Regions from separate parts of the Mus musculus genome. Here regions 2, 3 and 4 are each linked to region 1. The links are chromatin contacts, called in public ChIA-PET, Hi-C and HiChIP or PLAC-seq maps. All regions are on one chromosome and are shown on one strand. Each heading gives the region's core, a stretch centred on a gene start, on an enhancer-like site or on the middle of the called end of the contact. The rest is flanking DNA. Distances are from core to core; before and after follow the strand shown.

Evidence for each region. A called contact is a pair of places that touch in the nucleus more often than the background predicts. ChIA-PET counts read pairs in DNA pulled down with a chosen protein or histone mark. HiChIP or PLAC-seq counts read pairs in DNA pulled down with a chosen protein or histone mark.
Region 2: a contact with region 1 is called in a Hi-C map of muscle stem cells, with 4 times the contacts expected there. The contact joins the promoter of Mier3 here to the promoter of Il6st in region 1. A contact is called at or near these places in 4 of 39 promoter capture datasets (cranial neural crest, hippocampal neurons, liver and 1 more), 4 of 484 Hi-C or Micro-C datasets (embryonic stem cells, muscle stem cells and myocytes), 5 of 115 datasets of contacts at active chromatin or transcription factors (astrocytes, cardiomyocytes, embryonic stem cells and 2 more) and 1 of 9 other capture datasets (adipose tissue).
Region 3: a contact with region 1 is called in an H3K4me3 HiChIP or PLAC-seq map of bone marrow-derived macrophages, with 5 times the contacts expected there. The contact joins the enhancer-like site here to the promoter of Il6st in region 1. A contact is called at or near these places in 14 of 39 promoter capture datasets (the 3T3-L1 cell line, 3T3-L1-derived adipocytes, the C10 cell line and 10 more), 1 of 15 datasets of contacts at CTCF or cohesin (the NIH/3T3 cell line), 6 of 484 Hi-C or Micro-C datasets (CD4 T cells, Sertoli cells, bone marrow-derived macrophages and 3 more), 20 of 115 datasets of contacts at active chromatin or transcription factors (bone marrow-derived macrophages, craniofacial prominence, double positive thymocytes and 13 more) and 3 of 9 other capture datasets (adipose tissue, embryonic stem cells and liver).
Region 4: an RNA polymerase II ChIA-PET map of memory CD8 T cells shows a contact between it and region 1, with 52 read pairs. The contact joins the promoter of Ccno here to the promoter of Il6st in region 1. A contact is called at or near these places in 6 of 39 promoter capture datasets (embryonic stem cells, hematopoietic stem and progenitor cells, hippocampal neurons and 3 more), 3 of 484 Hi-C or Micro-C datasets (all in embryonic stem cells) and 4 of 115 datasets of contacts at active chromatin or transcription factors (bone marrow-derived macrophages, embryonic stem cells, memory CD8 T cells and 1 more).

What each region holds. Positions count from the first base shown.
Region 1 is chr13:112,462,433-112,465,688 of GRCm38.p6, reverse strand. It overlaps Il6st (interleukin 6 signal transducer), which reads right to left and starts at 1,619. Exons shown (of 17, transcript NM_010560.3): 1 at 1,439-1,619.
Region 2 is chr13:111,684,732-111,687,987 of GRCm38.p6, reverse strand. It overlaps Mier3 (MIER family member 3), which reads right to left and starts at 1,810. Exons shown (of 13, transcript NM_172593.3): 1 at 1,634-1,810; 2 at 136-160. The coding sequence starts at 1,642.
Region 3 is chr13:111,786,559-111,789,814 of GRCm38.p6, reverse strand. The region is part of intron 1 of Map3k1 (mitogen-activated protein kinase kinase kinase 1); the gene reads left to right. Among named protein-coding and RNA genes, the nearest start is that of Map3k1, 21 kb to the left of the region's middle. Within about 2 kb of position 1,459, at least 113 of the 459 cell types and tissues checked have an H3K27ac peak or open chromatin away from gene starts, as enhancers often do. A contact at or near this core is called in Sertoli cells, adipose tissue, bone marrow-derived macrophages and 6 more, where this site is marked.
Region 4 is chr13:112,986,313-112,989,568 of GRCm38.p6, reverse strand. It overlaps Ccno (cyclin O), which reads right to left and starts at 1,767. Exons shown (of 3, transcript NM_001081062.1): 1 at 1,285-1,767; 2 at 493-678. The coding sequence starts at 1,671.

The DNA of each region.
Region 1 (3,256 bases), core at 370-2,869:
TTGTAGGCACAGGCTTTGGAGCCATGTTTTTTGAGCCTGTTCCCTTTTCTAGAAGGTAGATATTGTAACACCCACTTCATAGGTATATAATAATCAGTATTCATTCTAGCACTGAACTGAAATGCCACATTCTCTTAGGAAAAACTATTTCAAAATGAAAACACAAAGTCATAAATAAAACAGAACAAAATGCCCAGTTACATAAGAATGTTGCTTTAAATGAGCGGGTAACAGTATTTGTAATATTCTAAATCACTAATGCCAACAATACAAATTTCTACTATAAAGTTTATCCTTAGCTGACCTTTCCCCCACTGTAATTTTTTCTCTCTCTTTCTCTTGTGAGTAGAAGCAAATGAACACACACACACCCCACCCCCAGAAACCTGTGGAAAACAGAATTTAACCGACTAGCAGATTAGTCCTACAAATGTAGCATTCCAGATCAGAGCTCAAAAATAATTCCCAATGATAAATATAAACACAAACTTGGAAAATTAAGACGATGACGATCATCCCCTGATAATGTGTCAGTAATTTCAAATTAAGAGTCGTTCCAACTGGAAGCTGGCAGTCAGTCAGTCACACACGGTCTAAAAGAGTTTGTTTACAACACTGACCAGACCAAAGATTTTTCAGAAGATTCGCGCTGACATTCCAGCACTCACTGACTACTTTTAAGCAGTACAGCTGCTGTAATGTCCAATAACTATACAAATTAAGCCAAAACGAGTTTCTTCTTAATGGAAAAATGACAAGAACAGAAGTGGACCAAGCCCTTTATATTATGTTTGCTTTGAGTTTCTGAATTTTGGTTGTTCATCCAAAAGAGAGCCCCCTGCCAGCTGGAGAAGGGGACACGTTTACGCTTAGGGGAGGAGGTGAAAATCTAAAGACCGATGATGGGCTTGCTCTCGGGATGTAAAGGCACGCGGGATTTATTAGGAAGGGTACGGACCGAAGGGAAAGTTAATATTTATAAACACTGGACTTTCATTAACGCCTAAATGTTAAGATGTCTGGGTGAAAAGTTCGCTCTGGATTAAGAAACATCAAGAGCAGGGAACGGTAGCATTTCACGGGACACAGAAGACCACACTTTCTAGGGCCATGTCCAGAGTAGGATCAGGGAGCACGGCACGGGAACTGGAAGAACGCAGGACGCGGTCACCCAGGACGCGCGATCCCGAGAGGACTTTGGGGCGGGGGCTTCGGAACTGTGCGTCAGGAACGCGGCTGGAGAAGGCGGGTGACAACATCAGGGAAGTCGGAGCCCGGAGCGGGGAGGGAAGGAATGCGGGGATTCCCAGGCCAGCCCGACCAGCTCCGGGCGTGCGCTCGGCGCCGGTCCAGCCCGGCCCCGCTGGGCCTCGGGTGCCAGGTGGCGGCCGCTCCAGGCAACCCGCACCCTCCCGCGCCGGGGCCCTGTTCTTCTCACCTTCCGGACGCGAGCCTCGCCGCTCCTGAGCGTCCCTCAGCCCCGCGGATCCCGGCCCACACCACCGGTCCCTCAGCGGAGCCGCAGCCCGGATGGCTCGAAGCTCTGGCCTCCCGACCGCACACGCCACCCTCCGTCCGCCGCTGACCCGGGCTCTCCTAGCTCCGCCCCCCACGGCCCCGCCCCCCGGAGCCAGAGACCGCGAGCTCATTGGCTCTGGTCAGTCTCGGAGCGCGCGGCCATTGGCTCCGGGTCGCCGGAGACGAAGGGGCGGGACTGCAGGCCTCTGCGATTCCCGTAACGCGGCTCCCGGCGTCCGGGATTCCGGAGGCTGAGCCTGGTCGCCTTTCCTAGACTAGATCGAAGGCTTCCCCGCCGCACTTGGGTGGGTGGCCGGAACGGAAAGTTCCATTTTCTCTAGGGTAATGGGTCGCGGACAGCAACCCAGGTGCCTCCCGCGACCCCTCTCCCCGGACCTCGGCTGTCTCCCTGGGCTGTCTTCCCCAGAGGGCCTGCGAGCCTCCGGCGACTGCTAGGAGGCCCTTGGGACTCTGGAGGCAAGGGAACTCCCTGGGGACAGGGCAGGACTTAGTGGCCCTGACTGTACTCGCCCATAGTGACCGCTTCGGACCCAGGCTTAAGTAAACGAACCTTGCTACTGTGCAATTTTTGTTGTTGTTAGTAAATGAGTTTGGGTGTCATTGATTGATCCGTGAACTGGTGACCTGCCAAGAAACTGTTATCTTTTTGCGGTTTGAGTCGCCTGATGTGTGATTAGAAATACCAAGGAAAAACCTATTTCATTGTAATCCACCACCCTTCCCTTGATTGGAAAACGACCTTAAGGCTGCAATGTGCGTGAGTGCACGTGTGTGATGTGTGTATGTGTGTAGTGTGTATACAAGCAAGTTGAGAAACTTAAAAGATAAGGGATGTGTAACTGTAAAGAAACACTCCAATTTGCATTGGTTATCTTTTACTGAGCACGGAGCCCGCCCTTGGAGTGCAATTGATATAATATATAATCAGTGTAACTCCACTGATGGAAATTGATTTTCTCATTCCCAACATCTACCTTTTGTTTTGCTCTAAAGGAGACAAATGACAGGAAGCTGGACGGATGGAGGGGTGTGTGGGAGAAGTTGAGGGAACAGCAAAAAAAAAAAAAAAATCTGGTAAAAATATACTGTATACAATTCCCAATAAAAAACTTTTAAAAGTGAAGAAATGACTCAAAAAAAAAAAAAAAGAGAGAAGGCTAGAGACTTTTGGAAGAAAGGCTAACATAATGATTTGCAGAGCAAACAAATACCCATTAATTAGTCATTGTAAAGTTCTTTGTTATATTGACAATTCAGATGAGATCAAATGGATCAAACTGCAGTCTTGCTCTCTGCCCCTCCCTCCCCCTTTTCTTGCCTCTGTTGCATCTCTATACCCCCAGCTCTGAATTATGACCCCTTAGCTGTTGGTCAGCTAGTTTGAAAAAACACTGCCAAGGGCCTGGCTAAAAGAGTCTCAAACACACTAGTGGTTGATGTGCTGAAGCTAAAGATGTGTTTGTCTCTTGCTCAGGGTGTGACAAGATCGAATGGAGGGAAAAGACTTGTAAGGGCCTTTGTTCAATTGAAGACCTTACAAAGGTGCTTAGTAGGTCTGCTGAACGACTATTTAAATGCAAATCCTACGGTTGTTACTTCCCATTGCTGTGACCTTGGAAAAGTCTTGAGTTTCTTCATCTGCAAAATGAGGAGGACGGTTCTGACCTGCTAAGTTGCAAGAATGAACTTATTTAAAACAGCGAGAGGGTTTGACGCA
Region 2 (3,256 bases), core at 561-3,060, 780 kb after region 1:
CCAAATGATGAAAAAATATAGCAGGGTACATTTCTGTGGTTGTACAGAGAATCCTTTTACCAGCCAATCCTATCTCCCTCTGGGACAACCCCCCCGACCCCCGACCCCCGGAAGAGGTAAGAAAATTGAACAAACCTGGGCTCGAACTTCCAAAGGAAGCCTGGGAGAGTGAGAGAGAGAAAAGAAAACTGTGAGGTTGAATCCTGTAGCAAGGAAAAGGAGGCAGCGCAGGCAACAGGGCGCAGAGGGGGCGGAGCCGAGCGCTCCCAGGCAGCTGCCAAAAAGTGCAAGACGTAGCTTCGCTCCAATCGCTCCCGGCCCCTTTCGGGCCCCCTCTTGGCTGCCTCGCCTTCCTCCCCAAGTCCCCAGTGTACAAACTCGCAGACTCCGGACGAGGGCTGGAGTTGAAACGGGCAACTCCGAGACACCGTTTAGAGCTCGGCAAGTTACAAAGCCGGGAAGCCGAAGCCAGAGCTTACCCGGCTCGCAGCATCAATCCTTCATCCCGGGCATCTCACGAGTCCCCCGACTACAGCAGCTCACCCAGCTCTCCGCTGGCCCTAGAGCAACTCCTCGAAACGCAACCCCGTCCCCTAGGAGGGTCTCACCCTCTGAGACACACACACACAGCCTGCCCTTGGAGTGCGCGGGCGCCCCAACTCCAGGGTTTGTCGACTGCCCCAAGCGTAGGCCAGCTCGACCCTGACACTGGTCCCCAACCCAACGCGGGAGCACCCTCCCGCCCCCACCTCCCCACCCCCACCCACCAGCCGCTGAGGTCGGAGGAGCCGCGACCACTGAGTCTGGGACCAGCCGGGTCCTCCCCCGGGGGAGCGGTCGGTCCCCGGCCCGCCAGCTCGGCCCTAGCACACACAGCTCGCTCCTGCCCAGCCCCGGTGCTCCCATCACGCCGCCCCCTCCCCCAGCTTGCCCGTCCCAGGGGAGCCCGGTGCCCGGCAGCCCGGGTCGCCCGGTGCCCCCCCCCCCAAGTCCGGCCCGGGGTAAAGAGACTCTCGGGCCGCTCGGCGGGCGAGGGCGTCGAGGTGTGGGTCGGTCTCTGCGCCCGGGGACGCCGCACCTCGCAGGCTTCGGGGTAGAGAGTCCCGCTCCGCTCCCGCTGGCCTCGGAGCCCCCGGTCAGGAGAGGCGGCGGGCGGCCGGATTGCCGAGGGCCGGGTCGGCTCACTCCGGCGGGGCAGTGGCGCAGCCCGCTCTCCGCGCTGCATTCCAGCCGCCGACCGAGGATCGGCCGCTCTCCACCCACCCCGATCCCGGGAGGAGGCGCCGAGCGAACGGCGGCCCGCGTCAGCCGCCCCGGCCACGGCCCGGAGGCTACCCCGGCCCGAGGCTCGCCGCCGCCGCCCTCCGCCGCCCGGCCCCGCCGCCCGGCCCGGCCGGGGTCGGAGCCGCCGCGGCCTAGTCCCGAAGGGAGACCGCTCCCGCGCCCGCTCCCGCCCCTCCGGCAGCCTCGCCGCGCCTCGCCGCCGCCCCGCGCCCCCCATCCCCCGTCGCCGCCGCGCCGCCTTCCGAGGACCCGCGGGAGGAGCCGTGGCTCTCGGGCCGGCTGCGGGGCTTCGGAGGGCCGCCCGGCTCCCGCTCCAGCACGGCCGCCGCTGCCCGGTTTCTCCGCTCACCTCCGCCATATTGGTACCTTTAGGGCGAACGAGCAGCGCCGAGCCCAGTCCCCGGATGGGGCGCCTGAGCCAATCGCAGCCGCCGCCGCCGCTGCCGCCGCCGCGGCCCGCCAGGCACCCGCCCGGAGGCAGAGGCGGCTCGGCCCCTTATAGGGCAGGCCGGCCCGCGACGCCCCCGGCCCGCTCGCACACCCACGCCGTCCGGCGCTCCCGCGGCCGCCGCTCCTGCACGCGCCCGCCCCGCGCGCCCACGGCGCTCTGCCCCGGCTGGAGTAAAGTTCCAGCTGAACTGCGGGCGAGCGCGGGGACCGGCCGGTGGGTGCGGTGGGGGGGCCGGAGGGAGGGAGGGAGGGAGGGAGGGCGAGCCCGGGGCGGGGGAGGAAGGAGGGTGGCGGGAGACTCGGAGGAGGACTCGACGGACTTTCCCGAAGTGAGAAGAGTACGCGATGGCAAGTGAGCGAGCCGCTGATGGGCAAAAGAGGAGAGAGACCCGGACAGGAAGCAGGACGGCTAGGCACCTGCAGGAATGGAATGCGCATCGGCGTTCAGTGGCTTGGAGTGAACTGTGGAAGTAGACATTTGCCAGACAGGCTCTGGAAGATGATGGCAATTCAGAAGGCAGAAAGACTGACAGACGGAGCCAGACATGATGAGCGTGCTTGCGCGACATTCATAGCCTGTACACTTTTTTTTTTTTAAAGACCAGTTCTAGGAGTTATTAATCACAAATAGTCTAGAAGATGACCCGAAGATATACACTTGATAAACCTTTTAAAAAGCAGAGTGTCAAAGACCCTGAACCAAATTGCAAAAACTGCCTCTCACACCTACCTCGGGGGTAAATAAAAACAACATTGTTTGAGATTATACATACAATAAATGTGGTCTCCTGGATAAGTGGATACATGGAAGAGAGAGAGAGACTTAGCAGATGTATCTGTTTCTGCATAGGCTTCAAGAAATAATCCTGTGTATGAAAACAGATCCATGAGAAGATAATATACAAACAGGAAGGTGTGCTAAGACCTTACAGGGGCTTAGAGTGTCCGTGAAGACCAGAGCTCTCCTCCCAGATGCCTGCCAGGAGCTTGTAATAAATATTAATGGCAAAATGAGGTTTGCACTGTAGCTTCATAAATTTAAGCATTTTTAAGATGCTAAAACTTTTCATAACTTTAAACCTTAATTACACTGTTCAGGTTTGAGCCTAGGGTCTCCAATTCCCTCACTGGATGAGGATGGAGATGGGTTATGGGAAGAAGCAACGGTTACTTTTAAAGAGGATTACCAAGGCAAAAAAAAAAAAAAAATCAACCTAAAAACACGGGTAAAAGTTATTTATTCGTGGAAATTTTACAGAAGAAAAAAGTCACTCAACTTCAAAACATCCAAAAGACATGGAAAATTACACTTCCCCTACTGTGAATGATATCACAAACTTTTGTCCAATCAAATAACTCAAAAACAGGCTTGGCACATGTTGTCCCTACCATCTTCAACGAGGCGTTCAAAGTTGTAAAAGTTAAAAAACAAAACAAAACAAAAAACCCTGTGGCTTGAAATGGAGCAGAGTGACCAGGGTTAGTGAGGGGCAGTGCGCACCCACACCCTCTGATAAAGCCA
Region 3 (3,256 bases), core at 210-2,709, 680 kb after region 1:
ACTAGATCACATGGGCAAGTTTCAAGCAATGGGAAAGCCCCCTGACTAAGGACAAATGATCTGGACTCAGGGTGGTTTCTTGCTAATCCTGCCTTGGTGTTTTCCTGGGGCCAAATTCTGTCTCTTTAAACCTCTTGCCTAGCATCTGACCTCCCTTCTCCATGCAGCGCCCCTCAGGGCACAGCAGATGTTTCTACCAGAGAAGGATCTTTTTGGTTCGGAGGCTCCTACAGGAAGGAAGGGCATTTTTTTTTCCTTCACAAGCATCTGCAAATACCAGGGGCATCCGTTAGCACTGCTTGTAAACTGAAAGCTGAGTAAGACAAATCTTGCCCTCAGGTAGACCCAGTCCGAGGAGGACAGTCCACCCTACTCAGCATGTACTTGCCTAGTCCATCCCTTGTGCCAACCTTTCTAGTAAGACAGTGATAGTAGACTTGAAACCCACTTCTGTCTTCATTCCCAGTCTGGTGGTAGGGACAGACAGACGAGTGAGGAGCTGTGTGCTGAGGAGGCTGGAGGAAGGTTCTCTGCACTGTTACAGGGGCTGTAGCCTGAGGGGAGCTCAGTTAGTGTCTAGGGCAGTATGGGGTGACTGACCATAGGGCCTTGGAAATGTGAGCCCATAGGCTGATAAAAGGGGTGGGGCTGAGGGGGTCTAGATGGGCCGCTCATCAGTTAAGAGCACTGTTGATTCACTCCGGTCCCAGTTAACTGTAACTCCAGTACCCTCTTCTGACCTCCTCCGGTACTTAAGCACACTCCGGATGCGCCTATGGACATGCAGGCAAAACACTCTCCCTTCAAAGGAATAATTCCAATTAAAAAAAAAAGTCCGCCGTGCCCCAGGGAGCACTGCATGAAGGGAGCACGGGCACCAGTCCTGGGGGGACACACCTCGGGAGAGCATGGTAGGGTTAGCTTTTGTTCTCCCTTCCCTCGTGCTAGGAAAACTCAGGTTCTATCAGAACACTGCCAAGTGGTTTTCATGTTTCAGTTTGAAAGTCTTGAGGCTTAGAACTGTGTCGTCCGTTATCAGCCTGACTGAGAGTTAAGTGAGATTGCTGTTCCTGACAGAGAGCATTGGCTGACCCGCGTGCTCACGAAGGAGTCGCTGTTGGTTTAGTGGGAATAATAGTTTCTGTCACACTCTCGCCCAGTACACGGTTGTTGTTAAAACTGGAAAGTGGTTCCGACGGGAGGTTTAGAAGCACGCACCCGACAGTCATGAGTCAAGCCCTGCCAGCGTAAAGCCATAGAAGTGTGATCCTGCTGAGTCATCAAAAGTGAAAAGACACTGGCACTTAGGACGGCTTCAGGGTGCCCCTGAGGTGAGGAAGGCATACTTAGGAAGACCTTGACTCCAGCTATATTTGGGGCAGGATGTCAGAGTGAGTGCTGCTTCTGTTCGAAGTGATTTGTGGGCAGGCTACCTTTGCTATTAATAATCGTCTAAATTACATTTTTAAGGAAAGAGCGCCCCCTACCGAGCAAAGCGTCGTTTTTCCTGATCCCCTTCCCTTCCTGTGACCTTCGGGTTTTCCAGACAAGGCAGTCAGCTCTAGTTGGTTCATCTTGCAGTAAAGGGGCAGCCGGCAGCCAGGATGCTCCTAACACCATCTAAACAGCACTTTGCACGTTTCAGTGTCCCAACCAACTGGCTCGTCTCATGATGGACACATTGGCAGAGAAGAAGAGAACTATTCTAAAGAGTGACTAGGGAGAGTGACATATGGCATGTGGCTGGGGCCATGATCTACTGGGAGCTGCACTCTCAGGGGTGGGGCTGCTACTGAGATGATCCTGTTACTGAGATGATCCTGTCACTGCAGGGATTCCTGGGATCCACCTGCAAATCCAGACCTACGGAGGAGTGCGATCCACCTGGGCCTTTTCAGTCTCAGGGTTTTAATAATAAATAGTGTGCTCTCTGCTGAGAAGCTGAGACATGGACGCTTAGCAAACATGCCAGCGTCTTAGCTAAGGAATGCTATTTCATAATTTTGTAGTCATGATTTTTAGAGGGTTGATACACTTTTGGTAACATGGCTTAATTAATTACTTGGCATGTATCTTAGATTTTCCACTTTGCTGAACTATACAAGCATCTGGTAATTTTTAAGGGATATGTAACCTACGGGCTGAATTGATCCGTACTTGCGACATGTTCCTCTGTATTATACAGCCTGTAAAAGGATTTATATCAAGATCATGAACTAATTAATACAACTACAGGGGCTGGCGAGATGGCTCAGCTGTGACAAGCATTTTTGCTCTTGCAGAGGACCTGGGTTTGGGTCCCAACACCAAGATGGCAGCTCACAGCCATCTGTAACTTGGGTTCTGAGAGATCTGACACTCTCTTCTGGCCTCCATGGGCAGTACTCAGACACATGCAGACACACACACACACACACACACACACGCACGCACATACACACACACAAATAAATCTTTTAAACCCACAACTTTAAGGAGTTAGAACGTGGTATAGAATGTGTGTGTGTGTGTGTGTGTGTGTGTGTTGTGTGTGTGTGAAGTCAGAAGCACCAAGTGTAATTCACAGGAGTCCAGTCATTTGTTTTGTTGTTGTTTGAGCTTAAGATATATCTTGAAATGACAGATGCCTAAATAATGAATATTAACTGACCGAATAGCTAATAGTCATGAGAAGATGGTTTTAAAATTATAAAATACTCGGTTATGGCAAAAGTTATACTTTCAGATTAGCCCTCAGAAGCTAATGTGAGCCAGGGGTAGCGATGATCCCAGCACTTGGAAGGGAAAGCTGGGCAGGCAGGCAGCTCGAGGCCATCCTTGGTCACAGTGGGTTTTAACTGATATATGCGACCCTGTCCAAAAGTGAGAAATAAGCCATAATTTCATGAGTTGATACAAATTAAGCATTTCTGGTAATGTTATCCCCGGTTCTTGGCAAAGTAGGCCAGGTGCCCACAAAGAGGCCTGTGCTAGAGAGTTGGACCTCAGTGTAGGATGTCACTGTGGCTGCACTGCCACCAAGCCTGGGCAGGCGCTCCTAGCCCCCCTCCAGCCCCTGATGCTCTCCAGTTCCCTGCACGCCAATATGGAGAGTGGCTCTGTGTCTTTTAAGGGATGACATTGATGATGCAGTTAATCTTCTATGAGACCGCAACAGTAATGTTTTCGTGTAAAACAGCCTGGAAACCCATGCTTTGCACTCGCTACTTAACAGCTTGAATGTTCTTAACAGCTTTAGATGTCTCTAAGAGAGCTT
Region 4 (3,256 bases), core at 518-3,017, 520 kb before region 1:
CAACACAGAGTGTGCTCCAGTTCCGGACTGGTGGGTACCTGGGACCCAAATCCATCCAGCCTAAAACCCGGGAGAAAACTGGGACTCGAACTCTATATTCCTTCCACTTCCACAATTCCGCTCCTGAAACCTCTCCCCCCACCCACAGCTGCTAGTGCACCTTCTCTATCTACAACCCAACTTTAAAATGTGTGTGTGTGTGTGTGTGTGTGAGAGAGAGAGAGAGAGAGAGAGAGAGAGAGATTGACTTTAAAAGCATCTTTTCCAGAGACAAGTACCACAAAGCTTTGGTTGGGCGGCCAGCTACAGCCTAACCTCTTTGTAGTCTGAAAGGATTGTTGCTGTGAGTGGTAAGAGAAGTTAAGGCTATGACATGGAAAGATCTTCGAGCATCTGCCCAGATAAGCCAAGCAACCCAGCCCTAAGCCATGCACGAGTTGGGGAAGGGGGGCGCTGGCTGCAAACACATCGCACTCTTTCGCCTGGTGGTACCTGCTTGCAAGCGATGAGCAGACAGGTGACCCCGAGCAGCTGGAAGCAGTCTGCAGCAACAGGGGTCGTGAGGAGAAAACGGTCCAGAGTATTCACGGTCAGACACAGCGACTCGAAAGAGAGGCCGAACTGGCGGTGGACTTGCAGGAGCCAGCTGAGCAGTTTACAGCGCGATTCGGCAGTCACCTGGCCGGGAGCGAGAGGGGGAGTGTGCTGAAGCGCGCGCCCGAACAAAACAATCCAGAGAGGCAGAGAGGCAAAGGGGAAAACGCTAAATGACTGAAAAATAGGAGGCACGTGGGGGGGAGGGGGGGAGGTACGGGCCTGCCTTAAACCAGGCGTTCCGGAACGCCTGGGAACGTTTGGGCTCGCGCCTGGTATTGTGCACAGTGCATTAGGGCACACTACCCAGTCTAACCCTCTCAGCAAGTCAAAGGGACTATAAGGGGTGGGGGGTGGGGGGTAAAGTTTTTGTTTTTTTTTTAAACAGAAGTGCAAGCAAATTTAGGAGTTCTGGATCTGACGTAGAAGCTGTCGAACTGCGTTATAATAAAACTCCTCTACCCACCCCCTATAACTTCCGATATCCACCTCTCCACCCACAACCTTTCTCCATCTAAATAGGTCAGTGGGCCAATCCTTGAAGGTCCCAATTGCTCCTACTGATGGCAGATAATGGGCTGCAATGACTAGGGCTGTGCGAAGGGCAGCCAGCAGCCATGGAGAGAGCGAGCTAGCCTGGGAGAGACAGAAGCGCGACGGCCCCGGGTCTGGCTCTTGCCAGCGCCTCACTTGTGGCTGGCGCGCCAGCGACTCCCGCGGGTGGAAAAGATTCTCCTGCGCCTTTCGGAAGTCGTAGCAGCTCTGGCCGTATTCTCGGAAGGTCTGGAGATCCAGCGCTGTCAAGGGCTGGGCAGGGTTGAGTAGGGAGCTGCAGTCCCGCGCCGCAGACACTGCGGGGCTGTCGGCGCCGTCCGAGCTGGAGCTGGGGGACTCGAAAAGGTCACAGACGCCCGAGTCTCCCGGGAGCGAACACGCGTTCAGCGGCCGCAGCGGCTTCTTTCTCCGGAGGCACGGGCGTCTGCTCTTCTTCACTGGGGCGCGGAGGTTCTGGTGGCTGTCTCGCCTCCCGGCTCCCGCGGCGGGGCTGCCCGGGCTGGCAGGGCAAGGGGTAACCATGTTACAATCGGGTAGCGCTCCTAGCGTCTACGACGCCCGGAGCGTCGGCGCGAGAGCTGCGAGGAAGATCCGGTCCCGCTGGCGGCGCAGCTCTAAGTACCCGGACTGTGCCTTCCCTCCACCACTCCCCCGGCCTCTCACTGGCTGAGCCCCGAGCCGCCCACGGGCCGCGCTTTCCCGGAGGCAGAGCCACACCCCTCGCGTGCGAGCAACGCGTGGCCCCCGCGCTGGTTGCAGGGGGAGGAGGCGTTGCAACTCCCGCCTCTCACCCGCCTTCAGCTGCAGGCTCCGCGCGTCTGTCGTCACCGTGGCAACCGCAGCCCGGGTCCTGGCGCCAGCTGCTTGAGCTCGGTGGAAGAGCGTAAAGATCACTGGCCACCTAGGGGAGCCATGGGCCGTCTGAGCGGTTCAGCCGCCCCCGGAAAAAGGGAAAGGCTGCTCCGGGGAACCTGGTCCTTGGTTAGATTGTCTGGCCTGGTGTGATCATCTTTTATGCCAACCCTCATCCAGGTGGGTCCGCCTCTGAGCTCCGGACCAAGATCAGGCTAGGTTTTCTTCAGTGACCCATAAAAGGACTTGATTTGCGACTATTTTATTTCATTCCGCTGGCCCAGGGAAGGAGAACTTTGGCGCGTCGCTAACGTCTGTTAAGTATGTGGGAGCCCGTCCTGTCAGACAGGTATTTGTGATCCAAAAACGTAGGAAGTTACTTCAAATGACCGTCGCACAAGCCCGCTGCCCTCTGGATACTTTGCCCCGCACTTTTCATCCCGAGCCAAACACGCCAAGGCTGCAGCCGTTTAGGGCCTTAATGTCACAGGTGGCATTTCTGTGGAATTGCTCACAGTGTGTTCTGCTTTGGGTCATTAGCTTTTAACCCTCTACCTTTCTAGGTTATTCTTTGTGCCCAGGGTAGGATGGAGGGAAATCAAAGGAATGCAGAGTTGGGGGAGGGGGAGGCGCGGGGACAAGAGAGAAAGGTAGAATGTGACACCTTCTCCATTCTCAACCCGTGTACTCCAAACTCCGGTCCTGATCTAAAAGAGACGTTAAGGCGCTGTGAGTTCTGCACACGCGGCCGTCCTCACTGATTCCAAAGACAGCTGGAAATTGTTGGAGTCCACGTGCAAATCCTCCCCCTAGAAACTTGCCAGAGAAGCAGGTGAGGGGAAAGGGCTGGATTTCAGCTTCTCGCCTCCGTTTCTATTCTCTGTGATTCTGAAGGCGCTTTAAATTGCAGCACTTGTGTGACGCGGGGTTGCTGAGAATCACCTGAGAGGAGTTTTCTACATGCAAGTGCCTGGCTTTCTGTCTCCTCTCAGGCTGTTGATGGGTAACATTACGGGGAGATCAACCGAATCCACAGCAAGGGGGCCACATAGCAGACCTCTTCCTAGAAGAGTTTTCTGGGTGAGGAGGAAGGATCTAGGAACTCTCTGATTCTGCCTCTTGGTCCAGCGGGAAAGAGCACAAAGCACCTCATCAGTAGGATCCAGAGTGTACCTATTTAATGATCTTGTTCAGCAAGACATTATTCGGTCTCCATTTCGTCGTCTGTAAAAGGATATTACTTGCCTTGCGAGTC